2 separate regions of the Mus musculus genome follow, and region 1 is linked to region 2. A link is a contact called in public Hi-C data. All regions are on one chromosome and are shown on one strand. Each heading gives the region's core, a stretch centred on a gene start, on an enhancer-like site or on the middle of the called end of the contact. The rest is flanking DNA. Distances are from core to core; before and after follow the strand shown. Region 1 overlaps Fat1 (FAT atypical cadherin 1). Region 2 has its middle 420 kb from the start of Gm30397.

Evidence for each region. Hi-C and Micro-C count contacts between places; a contact is called where the count stands out from the background.
Region 1: a Hi-C map of adipose-derived mesenchymal stem cells shows a contact between it and region 2, with 1.6 times the contacts expected there. The contact joins two enhancer-like sites. A contact is called at or near these places in 1 of 484 Hi-C or Micro-C datasets (adipose-derived mesenchymal stem cells) and 2 of 115 datasets of contacts at active chromatin or transcription factors (astrocytes and vascular smooth muscle cells).

Annotation. Positions count from the first base shown.
Region 1 is chr8:44,999,742-45,005,679 of GRCm38.p6, forward strand. All of the region lies in intron 2 of Fat1 (FAT atypical cadherin 1), which reads left to right. Among named protein-coding and RNA genes, the nearest start is that of Fat1, 53 kb to the left of the region's middle. Within about 2 kb of position 2,015, at least 113 of the 459 cell types and tissues checked have an H3K27ac peak or open chromatin away from gene starts, as enhancers often do. A contact at or near this core is called in adipose-derived mesenchymal stem cells, where this site is marked.
Region 2 is chr8:44,345,451-44,352,163 of GRCm38.p6, forward strand. No RefSeq gene overlaps it. Among named protein-coding and RNA genes, the nearest start is that of Gm30397, 420 kb to the right of the region's middle. Within about 2 kb of position 2,156, at least 17 of the 459 cell types and tissues checked have an H3K27ac peak or open chromatin away from gene starts, as enhancers often do. A contact at or near this core is called in adipose-derived mesenchymal stem cells, where this site is marked.

The DNA.
Region 1 (5,938 bases), core at 765-3,264, 650 kb after region 2:
CTTCTGAGTTCCTGAGGCAGTACAACTGACGATGTGTATTTTAATGTTGTTATGTTATGGAGACGTGAAGAGACTTGTTTAGCAGCTAGAACACTGTCTTTAACTACTGCTATTTTATTCTGATAGTTGACATTATTTTTGAGGTTAAAAAAAATGGTATCAGTGTGTAAGAGGAACAGAGAGATAGCTAAGATGAAAAAGATAGGTTTGAGAATGCAGGGAGAGTGAGTGTTTTCTGACTAGAGAGGATACATTGTCCTGTTAGTTTTGGAGCTACTGTCTTGATTAATCTCACTGATGTCACTGTGCCCTGCCTGTTTCGGTGTTTTTGTTTGTTTGTTTGTTTTGTTTTTGTTTTTTTTTTTTTTAGGTGAACCCCTGAGGGCATACATTTCTACTCAGGTGGCAGAAATGCACACTGTAGAACATGGTATATGAGGGAGTCACACTGTATAACATGGTAAATGAGAAATGCACAGTGTAGAACATGGTATATGAGGGAGTCAAGGGACTCCCTGGGATTAAAGGCGTGTACCACCCCTGCCTGGGCGGGAATTTTAAACACTCTCCACTTCTAGGAAATATGGTTTGTGTAGTGGGACTCTAATTTAGAATAAAATTCATTCCATTTCCAGTTGCTTTAACTTATTAGAAGAAGTTGTCTCCCACTTGCCACTGTGGTGGTTTAAAATGAAAACGAAAATGTGGGACTGGAGAGATGGCTTAGAGGTTAAGAAGTTGTGAATTCAATTCCCAGCAACCACGTAGTGACTCACAACTATCTATGTATAATGTGATCTGACATCTTTCCTAGTGTGCATGAAGACAGCATACTTATATAAAATATAAATATAAAATATATATATATATATATATATACACATATATATCTATAAGTCTTATTTATGTTTGTCAATGGCTGCATAGTTCAGGCTTTAGAAATCTGTATTGGGGGCTGGAGAGATGGCTCCAGAGGACCTGAGTTCAATTCCCAGCAACCACCTGATGGCTCACAAGCATCTATAGTGGGATCTGATGCTCTCTTCTGGTGTGTCTGAAGACAGCTACTGTATACTCATATAAATAACAAATAAATAAATCTTAAGAAAGAAGGAAGGAAGGAAAGAGAAAGAAATACTGTATTGGATTCTTTTCCATCTAAAATTTCCACCCAGTAAATTGTTCTCCTATATCTTTTGCTTTGAGTTTTAACGTATTTTTAAGGCTATAAAGTTTCAAGTAAAAGATTTGTTAAGAACTGAAGATCCCTTCCTTGAGAATTCTAGTATAGGAAAGGAAACACCTTCCTTGCCCCGTCTCAGTCTCTTCCCTGACCAGTTCCTCCTTTCTCTTTTGACAAATTGCTTTGTAAATATTTCCATATACATTTTGTATAGGAAGTTAGCATTCATACCCAAGGCTCACAATAACGTTTGCCTCTTAGTTCTGGTAGCTCTTTGTCTAAAGGTTGCTCAACCACTTTACTGACTGCCCCTAGGGCTTATCTTATTTTGATTTTCCTTAATGTTTCTGATTCCTAGAATGCTTAGCCTGGCACCAAAGGAAGCACCCAATTATTGTGCTAAAAAGGAAGCAGGGGGTGGTGGGTCACACCTGTAAAGCCAGGATTCTGGAGGCCTAGGCAAAAGGAACCCAAGATCTGGGGCAGCTAGGGATATCCAGTCTCCCCAAACAAAACTGAAAGCAGCCGCTAACTCTACCACCAAAAAACAAAACAAAACAAAACAAAAGGTGCTGCTTTTCCCTGTGGCCAGCTCAGCTTTTTCTTTTTGACCTGTGATATGACAACCCTTTACTAGAGCCCATGAAAGCACAGCCTGATGATACATTTGGAAAAGGATCGTGGCATTTCTTGAGTTCCTATGTAATTCCACAGGTCACTGCACAGTTTCCAGTTCAGCACGTCAAATGCCTTGAGTTAGGGACCAGTCAGAGCCCTCAGGTTGGGAATTTGCAAGCTTTCTGTTGAGTCACTAGGAGAGGCGCCTTCCTGGGTTTGTGCCTAATCAAGCACAGCTGTTAAAAGGCGGAGCCTGGGCCTGGGGCAGCTGTAGAAGTGACCTGGAGGCCACTAAGTCTTCCCTTGCTTGCTTCTGAGGTCTTCTGAGTTGCCTGGAGCTGTCTTAACTGGGACAAACCTGCTGAAGAAGTTTGTGCCTTTACCAAAACCACGGTTTCGAAAGCCTAGTGGCCAGAGTGCAGCTGCCTCAGGCCACCTTTGTATTGAAGCAGCTGGGATGCCATGATAACAGGCTGGCTGGTCCCCCTAGGTGTAACTGCTTACAAGCACCAGGAAAGGACCTGTGACAGCTGTCAACCAAGAGGTCACGTCTTCTGGCCCTTCTACAGCTTGGCTTATTTATTTGTTTTTTTAAAAGTATACATGAAAGAGTGCTTGCACCGAACAGACTTATAAACATTGTTAGCACTGTCACATTACCTAGACCCCTCACATAACTTAGACCCCTCACCTCTGATCTGTCTTACCGTCGAGGGCAAGAGCTTTGTGTCTCTCTCAGAGGATACATTTGGGGAGGCCATTTTGACAAGCACATTGAGTAATAATGCAGGCAGAACAACTGGGGAACTCTGAGCTGGTTAAATATTACGGCAGCGTCACCGGGGCCTAGCAACTTAATTTTCAACTTTAAACCATCAGAAAAGCCATCAAATGCAAAAAGCGTGTGCTGGTAAACAAATTAATTTTCGGAAGTCAGGTTGAACACAAAGATGTGATTTTGGGGGGGTATTAGGCAAAGCTATAAAGTGACAATGACAAGGGTTCTTCATCTCCGGCTGAACTCTGTGAACTGAATTCTAAGGACGGAGTCTGAGGATTGGAGGACAGAGAGTGGTGGCCCCCACGCCAGAACAGCGGAAAACGTTGCATTTGTAGGGCAAATGTTTACAAGCCTGGATTTTGATAACGGATGTATTCGTCATTGAATTGTATCTTTAGCTTTTTAACCACAAACATATTCTGAACATTGTTGAGCCACATGTTGGCATGTAATTTGGAACAAGAGGCTATTGAAAGCAGCAAAAATGACCAGTGCCTTTTTAAGTTATTTAAATTCATTCTGAAATCTCCACTTTCTCAGTTAGCCTGGCCACATTCCAGCTGCTCAGCGGCTGGGCGCAATTAGATGCTACTGTGTTGGGCAGTGGGAATTGAGAGAATTTCAGGCTAAGAGAAACTGCTTTGGATAGTGCTTTATAAGGTCAAAAGCTACAGTGGCTCTTCTTATTATTGTAAAAAGTAAAAAATGTAGCCAAAGACATGGAAAAGGAAATAAAGTAGGATTAGGTGACTGCCCTGCCCCCACCCCCTAACCCTCTGCTGCCTGCCTCCCCTTCCTGGTTTTAGTCTTAAAGGAGAATGATAGGAAGATGGTTGAAAGTCAGTTTCCTGCCATGTAGGGTTAAGCCGGTGGCTGGCACACACTCAGGACCTTGCCCGATAGCTTTACTGTTTGTAAATTTCACCTGCTACAGATCTCAAGTGCTCCGCCCTTCATGGTAACTGGACCTCAGTCTTGTTCAGAAATCGTGGGTTTTCACCCTCTGGCTGGCTGTCCCCTTGTGTTTGTGATGCTGTTTAAACTAACTTCTCTCCCTCCTCCCCCTCCCCCTTTTTCTGTTGTTTCTTCCAGAGCCTCACTTGTTCCCTCTGGTTTTCTTTTTTTCCCCTGTGAGGGTCTGAATGGACAGGACAGAGTTGTTGAATAAGCGTGTAGCTGCTCCATCTCCACCTAGCCGGCCTTTGATAGGTGCCTGTGTGTGCTGCCTACCCTCTCGAAGACCTTGTCTTAGAGGAGGTCCTGAGTTAAAGAATTTTAAGGTTAGGTTAACATGGGAGAGTTACAGCGAATCTAAACGTCTGCCTTAACTTTCTAAACGTGGGCATTGATGTGAAAAGAGTACAAGTCACTTGTCAGTTCTGCTCATTTGGTAAGGTTTGGTGTTCTCCTTTAGTCTCATTCACACTTCTGAGGTAAATTTGAGGATACTAATTAGTGTGAAGGTGGGAAATTTACCAGCCCTTTCAGCCTGCCCCATGTATAGAGAATGTAATGTTTTTCTAGATCAAGGAAGGAACATTTCTAGTCTTTGTCCCCTCTTTTCCTTTCTATTTTTAACTTCACGATGCTTGCAGAAAATGACAGTAGATGCAGGAAGGGGCCGCCTGTGGTGTGCATGCTCTCTGCTTTTATCTTCTCTTTCAGTTTCTGACTTACTTTTTTGACCCACCAGAATGAATAGTGACTAATCACGGCCATTTCCCCTGTTAAGATTTGCTGAATTCACAGTCAAGGCTTTACAAAGAATTGAAATACCATAAACACACTAAGTTATGTGTTTAATGCGATGGGAAGTTAAAAAAAAATTCTCATCTGGGTCCCTAGAGAACTCAATTCTAACTGACCTTGTTAATGAGTGCCTGGTGACCTCGGAGAAAAATTAACTTCCTTTTAGCTCAGACACCTGACCTTGGTCATTGTGCCCTTTCTGATAAAGGGTGTGTCTTCCTGGGATTCAGGGGGAAACACTGCATGCATATACATCTTTTTAAAGGAATGTATAATATTTCTTAGGACACATAATGCCTCACTCAGATATTAACACCTACAAGGTTAGTCACCCAGTGAATATTCAGTTGTGAAGCAGGTGTTTGTCCAGTGGGGAGGGAGGGGGTTGGGCGGGCATCAGCAGGAAGCCGACCTGCAAGCAGAATGATGAATTATAAACACAGAACAAGTGCCGTGCAGCAGGCCAGGGATGCTGCAGGTTGGGCTGGCACCCCAGGGTGTTAACCTCTCTGTGTGCCTCCTAAAGTGTACCCCAGGAAGGTGGGGCACACCCTAGAGAAGTGGCTAGCTTCCCTGCTGCAGTAAGGACTTGTACTTTAGAGTTCATTTTGCACGAAGTTTCTGTAGTAAGCATCAAACATACTGTACTCCTTTGAGAAAGGCACCTCTCTTCACACTGCGCGTCAGACTCACAGGCATAGCCTGTGCTGCCTGGCGGAGGCTTCTGGGAGATAGCCATAGAAACCGTGGATAGGATTCTTCTGGTAGGAGTGTTCTGAGTCTAGGAAAGTTCCAAATTACCATGCACATCGTCTACAAAAAAAATAAAAATAATACAAAGCAAGCGGAGTTCCTTACAGGACCTTATTTTGGGGTTGTATTCTACATTTGGATCACTGCTTTGGCATGAACATCCCATGACCCACATATGCGGTGGCCCTCACTGGGCCATTAGCCCTAGGGAACTTTACAGTTGACTCGGTTTAAAGTGAGGGGATGGCAGTTAATTGAAGTAGGCCTTGCAATTCATTGCATTTAAATAGAATCTCAGTTCCTCTGTGTTACAGTGGTGAAGGGAGGCAGGTGGAGGGTAAGGGGATGGGGTGGTGGGGGTCCGGGGAGGTGTTTAACAGGAAGCCTGGAGGTTTGTTCCGGTGAGTCTAAACTGAAACCTGGTCAAGTAACTAGGTTCCATGTTGAATTGGTAATACAGATGGTTAAATCCTTTGTTAGCACTTTGATGTAAGTGAAGTGTTCATGGCAAATTTTCCTGGGTGCCCTCGGTGAATGCCTGAGTGCCAGGCAGAAGTTCTTCTTGTGAGCATATCATGCTATTTTCCGTGCCATCTTACCAGTGGTCGTGACTATCTTATGAGAGCTTTAGGACAGTCAGGTAGAACAGATAAAAGCGATTTCCTGTTTTTCAATTGCTTTAAAACCACAGTTGTTTGTGAGCGGGTGGCGGTGGCCTATGAACCTTTTCTGGAACAGAGGACTAAAAGGCCTGTACCATTGAAGTGCTGTCCTGTTGTTACAAGACCGGAAGCGTCTTCTTGAGCTCCAGTTGTCTATAGGTAGAGTTTGGGAAGAGGTCCAGTGTCCAGCAG
Region 2 (6,713 bases), core at 906-3,405:
TCTTTTAAAAAGCAGATTTTGACATTCTGTTATAATTTTACTCTTCATTCTTGTAATTGCATATTTAGCCTAAGTTAGCAGGGTGCCAACTTACTCATAATTATGCATATTTACAAACAGAAATGTTACTTATTTTTATAACATCTCCTAATCTTTCCTTCAGCATCATCTGACTAGGAAAAAGGAAAAGATGGTTTTCACTGGTCCATTGTGTGGAATAATTTTAGTGTTCAAGTTAATAGGCTAAAACATTGTATGTGAATTTTTCTGTGATGGTATTCCACAACTGACCAATGACTGTCTATTCCTCCTGGTAAAGGCAAGTGGAATTCTATCTATTTAAGGCCTTATGGAAATGGTAGGTCATCTTAGTTAGAGTTACTACTGCTGTGAAAAAAAATCACCATGACCAAAGCAACTTGGGAGGAAAGGGTTTATTTGGCTTACACTTCTATATTGCTGTTCATCACTGAAGGAAATCAGGACAGGAACATGGAGGATGGAGCTAATGCAGAGGCTGCTTACTGGCTTGTTTCACCTGGCTTGCTCAGCTTTCCTTAGAGCCCAGGACCTCAGCCCAGGGATGGCACCATCCACAATGAGCTGGTCCCTTCCACACTGATCATTAATAGAGGATATGCCTTTCAGCTGGATCTCATGGACGTATTTCCTCAGCTTATGTTCCTTTCTCTATGATGACTCTATCTTGTGTCAAGTTGACACACAGGACCAGCCAGTACAATGGGTGAATTTGGTTTGCTCTTATACTATATTCTCCAACCCTTGTGTATTTGTGTTCCCATCTCTTCAGCCTTCATAATCATAGGCTTTCACCATAGCCACTGACTTAAATTCTCAGGCTAGGTTTCCTTGTGGACTCTTACTAATTCTTAGGTCTTTGGATTCCATCTGCATTGTGTTAATGGCTTTTCTGCTTGTCCAGCTTGCAGACTTTACTGTTGGACTTTCCCCCATTGTTATATAAACCAATACTAGTAATAAATCTCTCATATAAATATATATCCTTGGCTTTTATTTTTCTGGAGACCTTGAATTAATACATTGACTGATAGTGCAAGCCATTGCTTTAGCACTTAACCAGAAATTGTTCATTAACTTCACCTGCTACAGATGAAGGCTATCTGTCTTTTTTGATTTCAGCACTAACCACCTCTCCACCAGCACATACATAGTATATGTACATTGGCATACATGCTCTCACACACACTCACAAGTTTTACATAGATATGTATTCAACTCATCCAAGAAATATATGCATATAGTTGAATACCAGAGAATCCTGTTCTTTATCAGCCAAAAAAGAAGAGGGTCTTGAGTCAGTAAGTTGGTATCATTACATCTGCATCTGCTTTTGTTCCTACATACCTGGTCAGAATTGATACTTGTCCTGTCTGCTCAGTTAAGGATGTTGGCTTTGCTTTGATGTTTTGCACTGGAGATGATACAGAGACTCGGCTTTTTCCAAGATGGGGACTCAGCTATATCCAAGATAAGGACATCCTAAGAATGCTTCTCCAAGCAGTGTCTCTCAGCATGGTGGATCTGTGACTGACACACTTGTCCCTTTGCTGAGAAACCTTCTGCTTCTGAACATTTTTCATACCACACAGAAGACTAAAGATGTAACTCAGGCCCAGTTTGGTTTAATTATATCTTCTCATTTGCAAAAATAACAGCCCCATGGTTCTAAATGCTTCTGAAGTGTCTGTGCCAGATCAGTACCTCTCCCAATGTATCTTGCTCTCAGGATGCTGGTGGCAGCCATCTTGTAGCTGCTGTTGTTAATATGAGAGTTTCTCATAGAATTCCAGTCAGGGGAAAAAAAACATCACAGACTCCAGTGAGATCAGTTTTTCTTCTAAAGATTTCATCTGAGAAATTCACATTGACAAACAAGTATTCTGCCTGTTGTTGTTGTCTGTTTCCCTTCTTTTCTCTTCCTTGGTATTACTGAAGTTTTGTTCCAACCTTTTTCTTCTCCTCTGGGATTATTTCTCAAATATTATGTCCTCTCTCTTGACACACTCATTTTTTAAATTTTTTATTTTTCTTCCTTCCAGACATCTCCAGGGTGACCGAGGTACACAGACTGACTGGATAGCTTTGCAAACATGCTTTGCTCTGATGCAACACAATGGCAGACTTTGGCACACTTTCCTGAAACAAAAACACTTGGTAAGTACTGAACTAATCTCTGAACCACAGGGACACCAGGAATCATAGCAGACTCTGATGTAGTCAGTGCCAGCACTTTCCTATAGTCAACCACTTGTTGCATAGGGTTGGTTTAAATAAGCTAAAAAGTCAGGGTGAATTCCACCACAAATCTCTCTTCAAAATATTATGATGGTTATATTACTAAAAGTGATTCATTTGACACTATCTGGAATGGTCAAGAGTAACACTGAAAAATAACATTGCAGCATTAACTAAAAACAATAGCTACACTTTAGACTCAGCAAAGAATTTAGTTTGAGTTGTATCCAATTATAGTATCATCAGAAAAATATTTGTACATGGAAAGTAAGAAAAATATCATTGTAATCCAGAAAGATATTTCCTAATAAACACAACTGGGGCATATTTTCAAATAGCCTTTGATTTAAGATCAGGAAATAATATTAAGGGAGTGGAAATCATTCTAATTCCAAATTCAGAACTGGGTTCCTGCATCCCTTGGCAGTAAGCTAGCATCTTCAACATTACATGGATGCTTTTCCCCTGCACCTATACCTACTTCAGATACATATCCACTGATTTCTTACTACATTCAGGAATAGAGATAAACAATATAGATCCAACAGTACCGGATCCTGTATGCTTTTCATATATCAGGTAAAGGAGAAATGCACAATTACTGATAACACAGAATATGGAAAGTCACACACTTCAATAACAGTTTGAAGCATTAGCCTGCAAATTTGATTTTTTTCGTCTTGAGTTCATGTATAATAATAAGTTTGTTTGAATGTGTTTTTAACAAAGTCCTAACCAGAATTGAGCAAGTTTATGCTCTCAGATTTTAACAATTTATTTATTGGTATATAATCTCTGAAAATAATAGATAGCTAATGTTATTCAAGGAAAATGAGGTGAAACCCAGGATCAATCAAAGAGCACACACACACACACACACACACACACACACACTAGCACATGTGCACAAACGCGCACACACACACACCCTTAAGCCTCCATATCATTACAAAGGAGATCAATAAGGTAGCTTTATTCCCCCACAAGTGCCCACTACAATGCATTTCACCTATAATCTCTATTTTCTTTAATCCATTTTTATCTGTGTTGTTTCAGAGTCATGATATGTATGTATAACTCACATGTTCCCATCATAATTTTATGGGAATTAGTCTGTTCATATTCACATGCAAAGATCTATATAGATTTCTCTGTAAGAAAGACAAAAAAATGATTCAATGTCATTATACTCTAATAACAGACTGTTAAACAGGATTCCATTTCCCTCTGATGTTCTTTCTTATTCTCAAAGATTCAAGATGTAGGCACCATCATTTCGTTAGTACTCAGCAGCACATATCTCCTTGCCAATATGCAATTCTCAGTTTTCTATTGCCTCTCATCTAGGAATCATTTCACTTCTAAATGCATACAATACAATTTGTACTAGAAAGTTGGGGCATGCCTTGCTATGTAATTCTGACTGTCCTAGAATTCATTTGGTAGCCCAGGATGACAATGACCTCACAGAAATCCTCTTGCCTCAGCCTCCAGAGTCCTAGGATTACAGAGCTGAGCAACTATGCCTGGCAATGATATTTGTAATATTAATTTTATTAGACTTTCTCCAACTAAGTATACACAGCTTGATAGCAACTATCTAACAATTCTTAGCATTATATTTAACATATTTTGCAGTTCTGTATTTACATTGCAAAAAAAAAGAAATGATTCATCTTATGTGAATATGCAGTAGTCTTCATTACCTACAGCAGAAATTCTAGCAAAGCACAGATGTTTAAAAATACATGTTCAGAAAGAAAACTTACATATTTGGACAATGTAATGTTCACCTGGGGAAAGTGGGCCAGTGTGAATATCAGAAAATCAGGCTGATGCTGTGTGTATAACTCTGAAGGCTGCAGTCAAACCAGGCCAAGTGCTAAGGTTTGGAGACTAGTGTTTGACAGGAGGAAGCGGAAATTCTGAATCAGCCTGGAAGAATTTTCTAACAGATTTAGTTAGGAAAACAACACTCGAGAAAACATGGATAGAACAAGCCAGTAAACCAAGTCTGCCCGTTTCTTCACTAAGTTAACTTGCAAATGTTCTTTAAAAACAGGCTCAGAATTATTATTAGGTGATAATTAAAAAGGAAAACTCTCAGCACAGGCTTGACTTACTGGGCGATTGTAAATTTGAAAGCCGTGAAGTTCATAAATATGAGAGCCGTTCCTGTTTTATAGTAGACAGAGCTAGGTTAGTATATATCCCTTAATTGATTAAAAATGTCAGCATATGCATGATCAATTCATTACTTTTTTCATAAATATAATCATAAGTTCATCCTGAGTGATGTATTAAAAACACTAATCCTTTTTAAAATATAAAGTCTTTTTTTTTGAGAGTAAACGAAATTGATCAATGTGCTAGCAAACATATGGGAAGAAGACACTAACGGAGCCTTAGAAATGGCCTCCCTGAGAATTTTAAACCACATTGAAATGACTGTAGGGAACCTATCAGGAGGGTAAAAAGTAATTTTAATCAGTACAGGGGAAATTTCCAATTAACAAGTACAGTAGACATATAGTAAACCCAGAGAACAGATAACGTAGATCTGGAAACATCTGGGTTCTACTTTTGGTCTCCTTCCACTTTGGGGACCTTTGGAACCAGCCCCGCAACCCTTTCTCATACCTTCTGAGTGCTACTCTGGCCCTTGCCTTACTTCAATGTGCTTCTAGGCTCAAATCCTCTCAAATCCTCACCTCTGCGAGGCCATCCCACAGCCGCAGATGCAGAGAGGAAGCCTGAATTTCTCTTGACTTTACCAGTAGAAGCCTTCAGGAAGTTCATGGCCACTGTCATGATGTAGATAAAGTGCTACTTTTTTTTCTTTGATTTTTAAAAAAAATTTATTAGCTATTTTCTTTATATACATTTCAAATGCTATCCTGAAAGTTCGCTATACCCTCACCCCACACCCCGCTCCCCTACCCGTCCACTCCTGCTTCTTGGCCCTGGCATTCCCCTGTACAGAGGCATATAAAGTTTGCAATACCAAGGGGCCTCTCTTTCCACTGATGGCCAACTAGGCCATCTTCTGCTACATATGCAGCTAGAGATAGGAGCTCTGGGGTTACCGGTTAGTTCATATTGTTGTTCCACCTATAGGGTTGCAGACCCCTTCAGCTCCTTGGGTGCTTTCTCTAGCTTCTCCATTGGGGGCCCTGTGTTCCATCTTATAGCTGACTGTGAGCATCCACGTCTGTATTTGTCAGGCACTGGCATAGCCTCATACGAGACAGCTATAATAGGGTCCCGTCAGCAAAATCTTTCTGGCATATGCAACAGTGTCTGGGACAGCTTCTGAAAGTGCTACATTTTTTTTTCCATTTTTTATTAGGTATTTAGCCCATTTACATTTCCAATGCTATACCAAAAGTCCCCCATACCCCACCCACTCCCCCTTTTTGGCCCTGGCATTCCCCTGTACTGGGGCATATAAAGTTTGCAAGTCCAATGGGCCTCTCTTTCCAGTGATGGCTGACTAGGCCATCTTTTGATACATATGCAGCTAGAGACAAGAGCTCCGGGGTACTGCTTAGTTCATATTGTTCCACCTATAGGGTTGCAGATCCCTTTAGCTCCTTGGGTACTTTCTCTAGTTCCTCCATTGGGGGCCCTGTGGTCCATTCAATAGCTGACTGTGAGCATCCACTTCTGTGTTTGCTAGGCCCCGGCATAGTCTCACAAGAGACAGCTATATCTGGGTCCTTTCAGCAAAATCTTGCTAGTGTATGCAATGGTGTCAGCATTTGGAAGCTGATCATGGGATAAATAAGACAACCACTGCTGCCAAGACACTTTTGGAGACCTTTTACCTTGTGGGGGAAAGTTAGAAGGCTGTGTCTCAGTGGTCCTGACAACTTTCTGGTTCTGAGATTGACATTTTGTTTTACAAGAAAGTTTGTTCTCAGAAAACAGTACAACTGAACTTACTAAGGGGCCAAGAAGGGATGATACAAAAAGCAGATCGCTGAGGTTGTTTGCCTGCGAGGATGTGAACTAACACCGCAGGGCTTTATGGGTCTTTCTAGAGATTGCACTGCTGTGATTAGAAAGTTCATTCACAGGACTTTGCTATCTACTACTTCTTTCCACACCCCCTCCGGGTCATGACAATTAAGTCACCTACGATGGAAAACTGTAGCAGGCTCTGTGATAATTGCCAGCAACCTGTCTTGGAGTCAGAATAATTCCTTGGGAATTTCCTTTTCAACCAAGGAGAGACTCCAGACAAAGACTTACTCTCTGTCTGCCACATTACCCCTGACACCTTTATGGAAGGACTGAAGGACTCACAGGGGGGCAGCTGTTTTTTCAAAGCATGTGCATGAAAAATATAACTGGAGGCGGTCTGCAAGTCCTCTTATTTGAATAATAGATTTTTAAAAAATAAAAGAGGCTTGTTAGAACTACAGTATTGAGTA